2 separate regions of the Muntiacus reevesi genome follow, and region 1 is linked to region 2. A link is a contact called in public Hi-C data. All regions are on one chromosome and are shown on one strand. Each heading gives the region's core, a stretch centred on a gene start, on an enhancer-like site or on the middle of the called end of the contact. The rest is flanking DNA. Distances are from core to core; before and after follow the strand shown. Region 1 holds the start of NOL10 (nucleolar protein 10). Region 2 holds the start of ODC1 (ornithine decarboxylase 1).

Evidence for each region. A called contact is a pair of places that touch in the nucleus more often than the background predicts.
Region 1: a Hi-C map of muscle shows a contact between it and region 2, with 4 times the contacts expected there. The contact joins the promoter of NOL10 here to the promoter of ODC1 in region 2. A contact is called at or near these places in 2 of 3 Hi-C or Micro-C datasets (blood and muscle).

Annotation. Positions count from the first base shown.
Region 1 is chr3:19,168,293-19,175,007 of mMunRee1.1, forward strand. NOL10 (nucleolar protein 10) reads right to left here and starts at 3,858. Exons shown (of 21, transcript XM_065928589.1): 1 at 3,663-3,858. The coding sequence starts at 3,728.
Region 2 is chr3:18,961,817-18,967,681 of mMunRee1.1, forward strand. ODC1 (ornithine decarboxylase 1) reads right to left here and starts at 2,160. Exons shown (of 11, transcript XM_065928587.1): 1 at 1,888-2,160. LOC136165822 (small nucleolar RNA SNORA42/SNORA80 family) reads right to left here and starts at 651; the gene lies at 519-651.

The DNA of each region.
Region 1 (6,715 bases), core at 2,608-5,107, 210 kb after region 2:
AAACATATGCTCAAGAAATCAAAGAAAACCAAGAGAAAGAGTAATAGATATCATTTCTAAAAGCACAAACCCAACGTACAGCTCATGTTAGACATTACAATCTTTAGGGCTCTTTGGTCACACAGACCCACCCCTAAAGAGCCTCACTGTGATGTGTGATACCTGAGGAAGGGTGGACACTGGAACACGTGTCACTCTTTGAAGGGCTTGACTCCAAGCCAGAGTTCTCCTCCTGCCTTTGTCTTCAGAACACTGATTTGTGGGTTTATACTAGTCTTTGTGATTATATTGTTCTGATTTCATTTGAGGCAATAATGCTTCAACTAAAGGTGATGTTAAACTTTATTTCTGGGCACTCGATATGTTCTTTTACATCAAACTAACACAAGCAAAGGGCTTCCCTGGTGGCTCAGTGGTAAAGAATCCACCGCCAATGCAAGAGACTTGGGTTTGATCCCTGGGTTGGGAAGATCCCCTGCAGGAGGAAATGGCAACCCATTCCAATATTCTTGCCTGGAAAATCCCATGGACAGAAGAGACTGGTGGGCTGTAGTCCACAGGGTTGCGAAGAGTTAGAAACAACTGAACAACTAAAGAACAACAAAAGACAAGCAAAACAGAGGTATATTACCAGGGCTTCTCCTTTAATAGGGCATTCAATTTCCTCTTCTCAGAAGTTATGCTCAAGAAGAGGCCACTTCACTCAACAGCTCGTCTCATACATCATGAAAAGTGAAAGTGAAGGTCTCTCAGTTGTGTCTGACTCTTTGTGACTATACAGCCCATAATACTGGAGTGGGTAGCCTTTCCCTTCTCCAGAGGATCTTCCCAACCCAGGTCTCCCACATTGCAGGCAGATTCTTTACCTGGTGACTTCCCTGAGTCACCAGGGAAGCCCAAGAATACCGAAGTGGGTAGCCTATCCCTTCTCTAGCAGATCTTCCCGTCCCAGGAATCAAACAGGGGTCTCCTGCATTGCAGGCGGATTCTTTACCAATGGAGCTATGAGGGAAGCCCAATGCTATAATTCCCATGCTATGAGGGATGTTCATACATCATGACCACGGAGCAAAGAGGAAGGGATGGAGACTGCCTTCTAAATGGGAGCCTGGGACCTTAAAAGGGCCAGAAATTCTGTACCACAGTGATGACAGGAAGGAAAAACAATTCATGCTGGAGTTTCTGTACAAACTGACAGCACTCCAGGACAGCACACTAGACAAGAGTCTGTCCTGCACACTAGTACAGGAATGAATCAGTCTAAGTTTTAAAAGTTCACCAAAGACCTGAAAGTTGTCACTGATTCCAGGCATCCTCTTTGCGTTCTATAAAAATCACTGCTAATAGAGAATGGCACTTTACCAGTGCCAAATAATTTAACTTGAAACCCAGCAAAAGAGCTCCAGAGATGCTGATAACCTAAATCTCCCACTGGACAGGCACCCTGCCATCATTAGGGAGAGAAAAAAAGAACCTAGTGGATCTTACATTTAAAGTAGGTAAAGCAAAATAGGCAATTTGTTGATAAGTCAGATTTACTTTAAAAGAAGATTCAGAGATTCCCATGGCAGGATACACATACCTGTTTACTCAACATTTCCATCTGAAATGTTTATTAGAACGTCAAAACTTCAATATCAAGAAATAAAATTTTGATCTCTTTTGCCCACTACTTTCCCCTTGACCCACAATGTGCTCAATTCTCCATTTCAACTATCAGCAACATGGTGTCCCCAGTCATTCAGATCCAAACCCTAAGAGTTCTCTCTGGATTCTTTCCTTCCTTTCACCTCAAGTCCCTACAGCTATTCAACACACTAGCAAGCGCCACTAGCCTATCTCCAAAACGCCTCCTTTATTCCACCAAATCTTAGTATCTCCTTTGCTACCATCCTAGCCCAAGCATCAGTCTCTCAGTTGGACCATCTAACTCATCCCCACTCTCTCCCCAGCTGCAGTAATCTGACGTGGAGTAGCCAGTTTGAAACTCAACAACAGCTTCCAATAGCATTAAGAATAAAGCCCTAACTTTCTACCTGAGCCTACAAGGCCCATCTCTTCAGTCTCATCTGCCCCCACTCTCCCACCTCACTGAGCATTCCACAGCCACCACCGTGGTGCTTCTGTGTCTCCAACGTGCCAAGTGCATTCCATTGTGGGTCACTGATACCTGTTCTCTCAGCACAAAAAAACTCTTCCTTTCCCCTTATCTTCACAAGACTTCATCCTTTTCATCATTCAAGTTTCTGCTCAAAGGTTGCCTCTTGTAGAGAAGACTGCCCTCAAGGCTTTAATCCAAACCACTTTCTCTGAACACTTCATTCACAAGAGCTCTCTTATAGACACTCAGCACTCAAAGCATTTATCGGTATCTGAAGTTGTTCTATTTGCTTACTTATTACCCTTTTCTCCAACAGGAAACCATATCTGACCAGTTCATCACGTATCCCAACACTTAGCTCAGGGCTGCCTGCACGTACTCACGTCCCAGGAGATGCACGGAGAAAAAGAACAAACTGAGAGGGATCGTGCTGTGTGACAGCTGGAGAAGGAATTATTTAATGTGAACTCTGAGAAGAAACTCAACGCTGGCTCCAAACCTTTTAGGGTCAGACACAAGAAAAAGCTACATTTATTCTGATTTCCAAGGGCAGAACTCAGACCAACAGCAGCATGTAGGAAGGGCCATGTTTTAAAAACAACTGTCTAACAAGTAGTCTCAAGTGGGAAAGAGCTTCTGCCAAAAGTTTCTTCTCACTGGTAGTGCTTCCACAGTGACTTGACCATCACTCTTAAGAAATAACACCGAAGCATCAGAGCCTAGGTGTGTGACCCCTGGACAAGTCACCTTTCCCCTCCCTGGAACTTTGCCTATTTCTAACATGAAAAGATTGGATGAGAACTGCTAACTTTCCAAGCCCCTTCCAGTTTTGACGTCCAAAGACTCAGTGATATCAAGTTAACTTCAGCAAGGTCCAAAAATACCGTCCATGTCATAAATTCTGCAGCGGCAAAGCCTGCATTTTCCTTCACTGCTGTATTTCTAGAACTTGGCATATAACAGAAATTCAATGAACAGCTGAAAAAAGTGAAAGTGTTAGTGGCTCAGTCCTATCAGCTCTTTTGCGACCCCAGGAACTGTAGCCCACCAGGTTCCTCAGTCCGAGGGATTCTCCAGACAACAACACTGGAGTGGGTTGCCCTTCCCTTCTCTAGCAGATCTTCAGGACCCAGGGAACAAACCTGGATCTCCCCATTGTAGGCATATTCTTTACTACCGTCTGAGCCACCAGGGGAGCTGATGAGGGGGCATTTAAACGGGGGAGAAATATCTGTCAACCAACCTGTCCACGTTTTCCTCCTTGGTTGTAGCAGCAGCTATGAATATCCATACAAGTCCAAAGCGATACTTCCTCTGTCTAGAGAACTTTCCCCCAAAAGAATTCAAGAAAAACTCATCTATCCTGATTACCCCGAGGCCCAATTTCCAGCGCGGGGACAGCACGGTCGTCGTCTCCCAGCACCGACCGGCCTCCCCAGGTACCATCCCTCACCTCTGGGCCTCCCCGGTCTGGGGCCGGCCGGGGCCCAGCAGAAACTGCCAGGGACAGGGCGGAGGAAAGAGGGGCCTCCCGCGAGGAGGAGGACCCGACCTGACTCACCTCGGGAAGGGACTTGCCGCAGCTGAGACTGTAAATCTTCACCTCGTTGAGGCTGGAGACCTGCATGGCGGCGCCGAGGAGGCAACAATCCCGGTTCCTGTCCGGGACCCTCTCCCAGCGGCGCAAGCGAGCGTCAAAAACTTAAGAAAGCCTCCCCGAGCGCCTGAGCAGCGTGAGGCGCTGGCGCCCGCGCCGGCGCTCGGTGATTACGCACTTCCAGGTGCCGGTGGGGGAAGGGAAAAAAATGGCCGACCCCGGAAGTGACGGAATTAGGGAAGAGGATCCGATGAGGCTTTAGGAGAGAAGGCAGCGTCCTGGGAGCCATGTGAAGATGGGCAGAGCCGGAACCGCTCTCCCTCCTCAAGGCAGGGAGACGCAGGAAGCTCTTAGGGTCCCTGCCCGGGCCGAAGCGTCGAGGTACCCCGGAGGGCGTGGCTGGCCGGGCTGACTGGAAGCCTTGTGGGGGAGGGGGTCCCAGTCAATGAAGCCAGGTGGAGGAGACCTGTGAGCTAACGCGGAGTGGAAGTAAAGTTCCGTTCTCACTGGTGTTTCTGCACTCTTCCCATAAAAAATAAATGCTTTTGGAGATAGAGGTATTAAAAAAAAAAATTTGGGGGGACTGCTCCTACGATCCTGGGCTTCCTCTTCAGGTGGTACGGGTTCAATCCCTGCTCGGGGAACTACGGTCCCGCGTGTTGCATGGAGTGGCCAAAGATGAAAATTAAATAACTAAATGAAGGTTTTTTTCCCCCATAAGTATTTATCATTTGGCTGCAATCAGTTTTCTGTGCTGCATGTGATTTCTGTAGTTGTGGGGGTTGGATGGGTGTGGCGCGTTTTTGTGATGCTTGGGCTTCACTGCGATGCTTAATGTAAGTGCGGTGTCTTCTTTTGTGAAGCTCTGGGCTTGCAGGCTCAGTGGTTGCGGCCAACGGGTGTGCTTGGCTGCTCAGCAGCATGTGGGATCTTCCCAGATCCCTGACTGTGAAGTCGTTCAGTCGTGTCCGACTCTTTGCGACCCCATGGACTGTAGCCTACTAGGCTCCTCTGTCCGTGGGATTTTCCAGGCAAAGATACTAGAGTGGGTTGCCATTTCCTTCTCCAGGGGATTTTCCCAACCCAGGGATTGAACCCGGGTCTCCCGAATTGCAGGCAGATGCTTTTACCATCTGAGCCACCAGAGAAGGCCCCTGATGGAACCCTGCATTGGAAGGCGGATTGCTATCCACCGCAGGCACCGGGAAAGTCCCTTCATCTGGATTTGGCATTCGTCCATAGAAGAGTCCCCCCCCCCACCCGTGGGGACTTCCCTGGTGGTCCAGTGGCTAAGGCTCCATGCCCCCAATACAGGGTGCCTGGGGTTCGATCCCTGGTCAGGGTAGTAGATCCCACATGCTGCAACTAATACCCAACACAGTCAAAGAAATAAATAAAAACAAATATTATTAAAAAGAAAAAAAAATTCGCCACCCCAATATGTCTCTTTGGCACGTGCATTATTTCCATCTGAAAACAATCACAGCCCAAAAGACATGGGAAGAGGCTTTTGACCTTCCCCTTCTCTGTCTAGCAGAATGTAGCCAGAGGACCTGTTCTAGGAAGGGAGCTGTCACCAGAGATAACTATAGTATGAACTAGGTGTGGTGGACAGGGAAGAACCTAGCAAAGTCTGTTAAAATTCTTCTTGGTGTCCCATTGTCTCTGAAGTACCCAGCAAGCATTTATTTGTTTAGCAACATTTGCTTTTTAATCTCCATGTCAGTTGCCTTCCTCACCTTTGAAGTCTCAAACCATCACCCAAAACAATTTTTTGTCTTTAGCTAACGATGGTATTTGGACCTCCCAGGTGGCTCAGTGGTAAAGAATCCACCTGCCAATGTAGGAGACTTGGCTTCAGTCCCTAGGTCAGGAAGATCCTCTGGAGTAGGAAATGGCAACCCACTCCAGTGTTCTTTTTGCCTTTTCATACTATTCATTCAGGAGGAGAAGGAGGTGACAGGGAATGAAATGGTTGGATTGCATCACCAACTCAGTGGACTTGAGTTTGAGCAGACTCTGCGAGATAGTGAAGGACAGGGAGATCTGGTGTGTTGCATTCCATGGGGTCACAGAGAGTCAGACACGACTTAGCGACTGAACAACAACAAGCAGTATTCTTGCCTGGAAAATTACATGGACAGAGGAGCTTGGTGTGTTACCGTCCATGGAGTCCCAAAGAATTGGACAGGACTTAGCAACTAAGCCACAGCAGCAGTGAGGGTATTTAAGGTGAGGGTTTCTACCGTTTTGGTGCATTGAATAACTGAGTAGTTTCCCTGAGTCTCTCCCGTGTATTCGTGTTAGTACACTTTTATTTGATTTTTCTCGTATTAATCTGTCTGATGTCAGTTTAATTCTTTTTTTTTTTTATTTTATTTTATTTTATTTTATTTATTTATTTATTTTTTTTTAATTTTTTTTATTTTTCAGTCAGTTTAATTCTTAAGCCAGCCAAAGAAAACTAGAAGGGTAGAGAAAGATTTTTTTCCTTCCTGGCAATTCCACTAAATAAGGATATATTTTTTTAAAAATGTACTAAGAAAAAAAAGGAAAAGTGATCAGGAATGAAGTGGATTTGAACCTGATATCTTATGAGACGGGTGTGTGGCGGTATTGACAGTCACAGCCCCTCACTTACATATCGTTTTCAGAAGGTTCACAACCTTTCTCTGCTGATCATCCAGTTACTTAGAGACCTAACTTTACTGTTGCCTAGATCTGAGGACTTAAGAATTCTCGGAGTAGAATATTTTTCTCATTCTCCTATGCTTTCACTGTACTGAATAAACGCCTTTTTTAGTAGATTTTTATTACCAAAATACACAAAATCCTACAAATAATAAATAATGAACGTGAATGCCGTGCTATGCTAGATGCCTGTTCTTGGCAGTTTCCTTCAGGCACTGTTTTCCTTTTAAGTCACAATCTCTCAAGGCTAATTAAAATGTCATTTTTAAAATAAAGCCCATAAAACTTCCTTTCTTTAATTAAACTTGGGATGGTCTCCTTTTTAA
Region 2 (5,865 bases), core at 910-3,409:
AAGCTTAAAACACTATTATAGCAATTTTGCAAAGCTGCCGTATTTCCTACATCCGCTAAGTCTTATACAGAAGAACTTTCAGTGACCAACAGACATTGTTATCAATTTACTGAGTGCTCTAAATTTTCCTGAGAAATGAGCTAATTTTCATGCTAGGCATATGTTTTTTTTTAAAAAATGCAATCTAAAAAAATCAACAGAATATATTACAGCTGCTGCATCTGAATGGCAATCGATATTCTAAAACCAGCACTGCCTATTAAACTAGCAATTCTGGGAATCCCAACTATCCTCACAGGCACTCTAACTTACAAGCTTGGCTATGAATGATAATCACCTGGGAATCATTCAACTATGAATTACAAGAATTAGCAAACAATTTATGAATAAGCAAAAATAAGGCTCATTTAACCATCAAAGTCACAGTTCGTGGCATTCACAAAATGTGACATTGGTCAATGAGTTACCTTAAAATTATTATTTTAATCTATTTAATCTGATAGGGAGGGCATCTTTTCCACTGTGCAACCCGCTTCAGTGCCTGCAGCCTACTGGCAGAGGCCAGGCAATGGTTCGGGGCCGCGTTTGCTCTGGCATGGGACACTATGAGAGGCCCAGGGGGACGAGCCTGCCATAAATCCAAACCCATGCATCGGAGAACTTGCAAGACTTGATCTAATGTGACTTGCTGGCTTTGTCAACCTCCTAGTTTCCTAATTCGCCCTTAGGAGAAGGGAACAAAATAAACACCAGCACACACATTCTGTCTACAAAAGTAACATTTAAATAGGGTCACCAGTGATAGACTGGGCCCCTTTAGGGTCTTTAAAAAAAAAAAAAGAAAGACAACATTCAGGCTTAAATTTACCAAGTGTGTGTTTCTCAGAAACACACCACTATTAAGTATTCTGCTTCCTTGTATCTTTCAAAGCTTTACTTCAGTAACTTTTGATACAGAGAAAGTTCACCCCAGAACATCTTTGGGTGTTCTTTCTGTATAGCTAAATTACTTAAAAAAGACATGGATTAGCAAAACATGGTCCTTCTCTGGTATGAAATTCTTTCTTGCCAATTGGGAAACGTTAGACAGGTACTAATTCAAACTGCAATTGAAAAATACAAATCGATTAAATTTTAGGTTTGAATGAAATTAGCACATTCTGTCCTCCCTACTAGACACTCCTAAGAGGTTCTATTTCAAACAGTCGGCCGTTTGGGGAAAATCTTGGGACTGGCTCCTACGTCTTAGTCGTTCGCCTGACCTTTAATCTAAGGACTTTTCTTAAATCACCAAGTCATTGAAAGATTCCGTCAACATTTCTAAGCCCGGCCGAGCAGTATCAGTTACACACGGGTTATCTCAGCTCTAGCGATCTGAGTGGCTTTCTATATTGGGCCATTCGCTCTGTACACACAGCAAGGAAAAAGGGGAAAAAAAAGAAGCTAAAATATAAATGAAAATTCCAGGGCAACACGGCGGAACGGCACGTGCACGAGCGGCCGGCACCCCGAGATCTGTGCCGGGCTCGCCTCCTGCCTCTCCTGCACCTGCTGCCGGACCACCACATGGTGTGAAAAAAATATAGCGGCTGAAGGGTTGAGCTTTTCAAAGAGCTTCCGGCTCAGAAAACCCTCACTGACGTGGTTCAGAAAAGGTGAACCCCGGGCCGTTCCAGCGCCAGGCTGCCCTTGAGCCGGAAGGGGTCGGGGCCCGGCTCCACCCGGGACCCCCAGGGCCGACGGGCCGGGCTCTGCGACCACGTGTCCTCGCAGCTCCAGGCGCCCGGTCTGCCCCGGCCTCCGGGACACGTGGCCGTCACCCCCCGCCTCTCACCCGCGCCCGCCCGCCCGCCGGCCTCCCTACCGCCCGAACGCTACCCCTCTTACCTCAGAGCGCAGGGGCGCGGGGGGCCGACCCCATGGAGACAACGCGCCGCCGCCGAGCGCTGCAGGACCCGCCGGCCGCCCCGCCGCCCCCGTCAGCCGCTCGCCCGGCCGCCCGCCGCCTCGCTCCCTCCCGCGGAGGACCGCCGGCCCGAGGTGGCGCCGGAGCGCTGGCAGAGGGGCGGCGGCGGCGGAGGCTGAGAGGGAACTGACAAAGCCCTGCGCGCCGCCGTGCCGCTACTTATAGTGCCGCGCGTGTCGTCATGGAGACGCACCAGCTCAAACCAGCCGCGATCGGTTCCGTCCGGGCGTCCTCCCCGGGAGGGGGAGGGGCCAACCCGGGACGGTGAGAGGGAGGGGCGGGGGGCGCCGGCGGATCGACGTCAGCGCCTCCGAGCCCCGCCCAACCCCGCCCAACCCCGCCCCTCCCGGGCCCGCCGCCGGCCCGAGCATGCGCACCAGCCGCGGGCCCCCGGGGCTCAGCGCGCTTGGCCGGCCGCCTAGGGCGGGGAATGGCTCGCACGCCAGCCGAAGGATTGCAAAACCTGCCTCTGACCGCCCGCCGGATGGCAGCGTGTGCGCCAAGCCAGCGCTCTCCTTCCACCTGGCATCAAATGCCGCGTGCCCTCCGGCAGAGAACGGAAATCGCTGGGCGCGAGCGGGCCACGTGGACCCTACCTGGCGGACCCCGGACCTTTTCTTTCTGCGGGACGTCTGCATATGCCGGTGGGAGGGCCTGGAGGTGATCCTGGCGCAGCTCCACCCCACGAAGAAGAGGGGCAGGAGGCAGAAGGGGCAGCGATCAGCGGGCAAATTAAGAGGCACAGCTCTGGGCGGCTCTCGAGCCGCTGAGCGTTTTGAACCGCGTCTGACATGTCCGGTTGTCCTCCTAGAAGGTAGCAGGCAGCCGAGGACACGCGAAGAGGCACGTTGCGCTTGTTAAGCCAGAGACTCGTCTAAGGGCGTTAGGGCAAGGGGTGGGAGGTAACAGGTCTGCAAGCCACCGGGTGCTCTACTGTCCTTTGTATTGTTGTTCAGTCGCTCAGTCGTTTCCGACTCTGCGACCCCAGGGACTGCAGCACACCAGGCGTCCCTGTCCTTCACCATCTCCTGGAGCTTGCTCAGACTCCTGTTGGTTGAGTCGGTGATGCCATCCAGCCATCTCATCCTCTGTCGTCCCCTTCTCCTGCCTTCAACCTTTCCCAGCATCGGGGTCTTTTTCTAATCACTAGGCTCATCAAATCAGGTGGCCAAAGTATTGGAGCTTTAGCCTCAGTCCTTCCAGGATTTATTTATTTTAGGATGGACTGGTTTGATCTCCTTGCAGTCCAAGGGACTCTCAAGAGTCTTCTCCAACACCACAGTTCGAAAGCATCAATTCGTCCGTGCTCAGCTTTCTTTATAGTCCAACTCTAACATCCATACATGACTATTGGGAAAACCATAGCTTTGACTATTCAGACCTTTGTTGGCAAAGTAATGTCTCCACTTTTTAATACACTGTCTAGGTTTGTCATAGCTTTTCTTCCAAGGAGCAAGCATCTTTTAATTTCATGGCTGCAGTCACCATCTGCAGTGATTTTGGAGCCTATGATAATAAAGTCTGTTACTGTATTGAGTGGCGCTTATCAATGACTTCTCTGAGGGCAGCTGTGATTGGCTGTCTTTGGGAGGGTTATGTGAGTCCCAACACAGCAACAGTGTCTATGGGAGAAATACCATATGGCAAAAACTGGGAAATTAGGAGTCCCCAGGAGTGCAGCCAAGACTATGGTGGAGAACTGGCCTCTCCCAGATGCTGCCCACCCTCACCACCCCTGCCAACCTCAGGGAGGCATGTGGGGCACTTTTTCCCCCTTGCATTTAAAGTGTTCCTTCCCTTGTAGACAAAGTCCAACAGATACCATTATGTCCCAACGTAGGGTGTGACTGACCTGAGGGCTGCGGGTGGGAGTAAAAAGGTGTGAAACTAGCCCTAACCACACAGTCAGTGCAGGGGACAAGCCTGGCAGAGCTCAGTACTATAGTCTACCTTGGTCTCAACTTGCTGTGTGACCTTGGGTTAGTTACCTCCCTTCTCTGGGCCTCAGGAGGAAATTGGACTAGATGACCCAAGGATCTTCACTGCTACAAAAACCTCCTTTGTGAAGAGTACTAGTTTTATGAATGCAGAAGTGAATGAGTAATCGAACTTTCCCTGGGCCATGCGTGGCTTCCACAGAATCAAGGAGACAACAGAAGAGAGTAAACAGCAGCGAGTCCTCGTTACGTGAGGGGACATGACAGCTGCCTTTTCTCTTGGTCACCCTGATCAATTTCATCTTTACGTAGTCCTTGAGCAACCACAGTACCAGGTACCACTAGGGAGAGAGAGGGGGAAGTTACTCTACCCCAGCAAGTTTAATTCCTAGGAGGGATTGAGATTAACAATGCAATAAGCAGTCCCATCAGAGAACATTACAGCCCCAGGCACTCACTAAGTGGGACAGCTTCGTGGTGAACACTCTGGGATTTGTCCCCGCTCTGTGAAGAAACATTTTGTTCCAGTGACATGCAGATTTTTTTCCCTCAAATTCCGGAAGTCTCCCGGGTCCAGTGCCAAGGCCAAGAAGGAGCATTGTCTGTGCTCCCTGGCTCTCCCAGGCCCATCAATCAAGCAGTCCTTGTGGTGATCACTGTCCCCTGCTATTGGGCTTCCTTCCAGTGGGGGGAACCGGATGTCTCCGAGTATGGGCTCCTAGTGGGAGCCTTGTGTGGGGAGAAGGCCAGCCAGCCCCCCTGCCCTGCGTCCTGCCGGCATCTTGCTGTTATGTGACCTTGGCCATCTCCTTGACCCTATATGAGCCTCTCTGTCTCCAGCCATCAACAGTCTGGCCCTGGTCTAGGGTCTCTTTGAACTCAGTCCTGTGATCATATTTTAGAATTAAAAGTATTCACTAGAACAAAGAGGCGAATTCTCGATTCAGGAAGCCAAGTGATCTGTCTCTCTGCCAGTCACACGTGCTACTCCCACATGGGTCACCCCCACACACGGCCTCTCCTGCCAGTCCACCTCTAACATACGAACTGCATGTATGCTGCATAATCTTCTGGGGAGGCCTGGCCATACCCAGATGACCCATCTTGACCCAGATGGGAAAACAGAAGCAAGAGAAGGAGGAGGTGCTTGTTCCCTGAGGGCTGGCCCTGGGGCTGCAGGCAGACTCTTGGCTTTGGCCTTAGGCCTGGGAGTCAGCAGGCCTGAGTCATTAAACCCAGTTACTAATCTGGATCCAAGAAGATAAACCTACAGTGACTAAACCTGGTCTTGCTCAAATGCATGGCATTCTTGTCTTTCTGCATAAATTCCATAGACTTTATCTTCTCCCTTACAATTTTCTTTTTTTTCTTAAAGAAAAGCAGCAGATCCTTGCAAACTATGAAGTTACCCTTACATGGAGATAAGGTTTTTGTGTTTGGTGCAGAGGCAGTAACTTAGAGAAGTAAGCAAAAACATCGGAATGCACGTGGGGCATGCCAATAGGATCGGTGCCCTTAGTCATCCCACCTCAGTTCTGGTACCAACTCCAATTATTTTAGCTGCCTTCAGCACCTAGCTCATCATGAAACCCTGAGCATCACTTCTGCTCTCTGGATCTCAAGGCCTTTCGGTAAAGTGTTCTCTGGCTGGACTGGACTGGATCAGAGCTCTGATGTTCTAAGAATCTCTGACTTATTTTACAAAGAACTGTATAAATCTGCTGACCACGTTTTCTGACACCAAAAGTGAGGACGTGTCTGGCACAAAAGGTGTTTTTTCTTAAGTTATTTACCTGAAAGGACTAATAAAGGTACATGATGATTACAAATGCAAGGAGCCACCTTTACTGAACAGAAGTAACATCAAAAACGATGGTCGGCAAGAATTTACGTATCCGTGTCCTCAATATTGGAACAGTCAACATCGAGAACTTTTCGGAAAATGGGTTTGTGTCTGGTCCA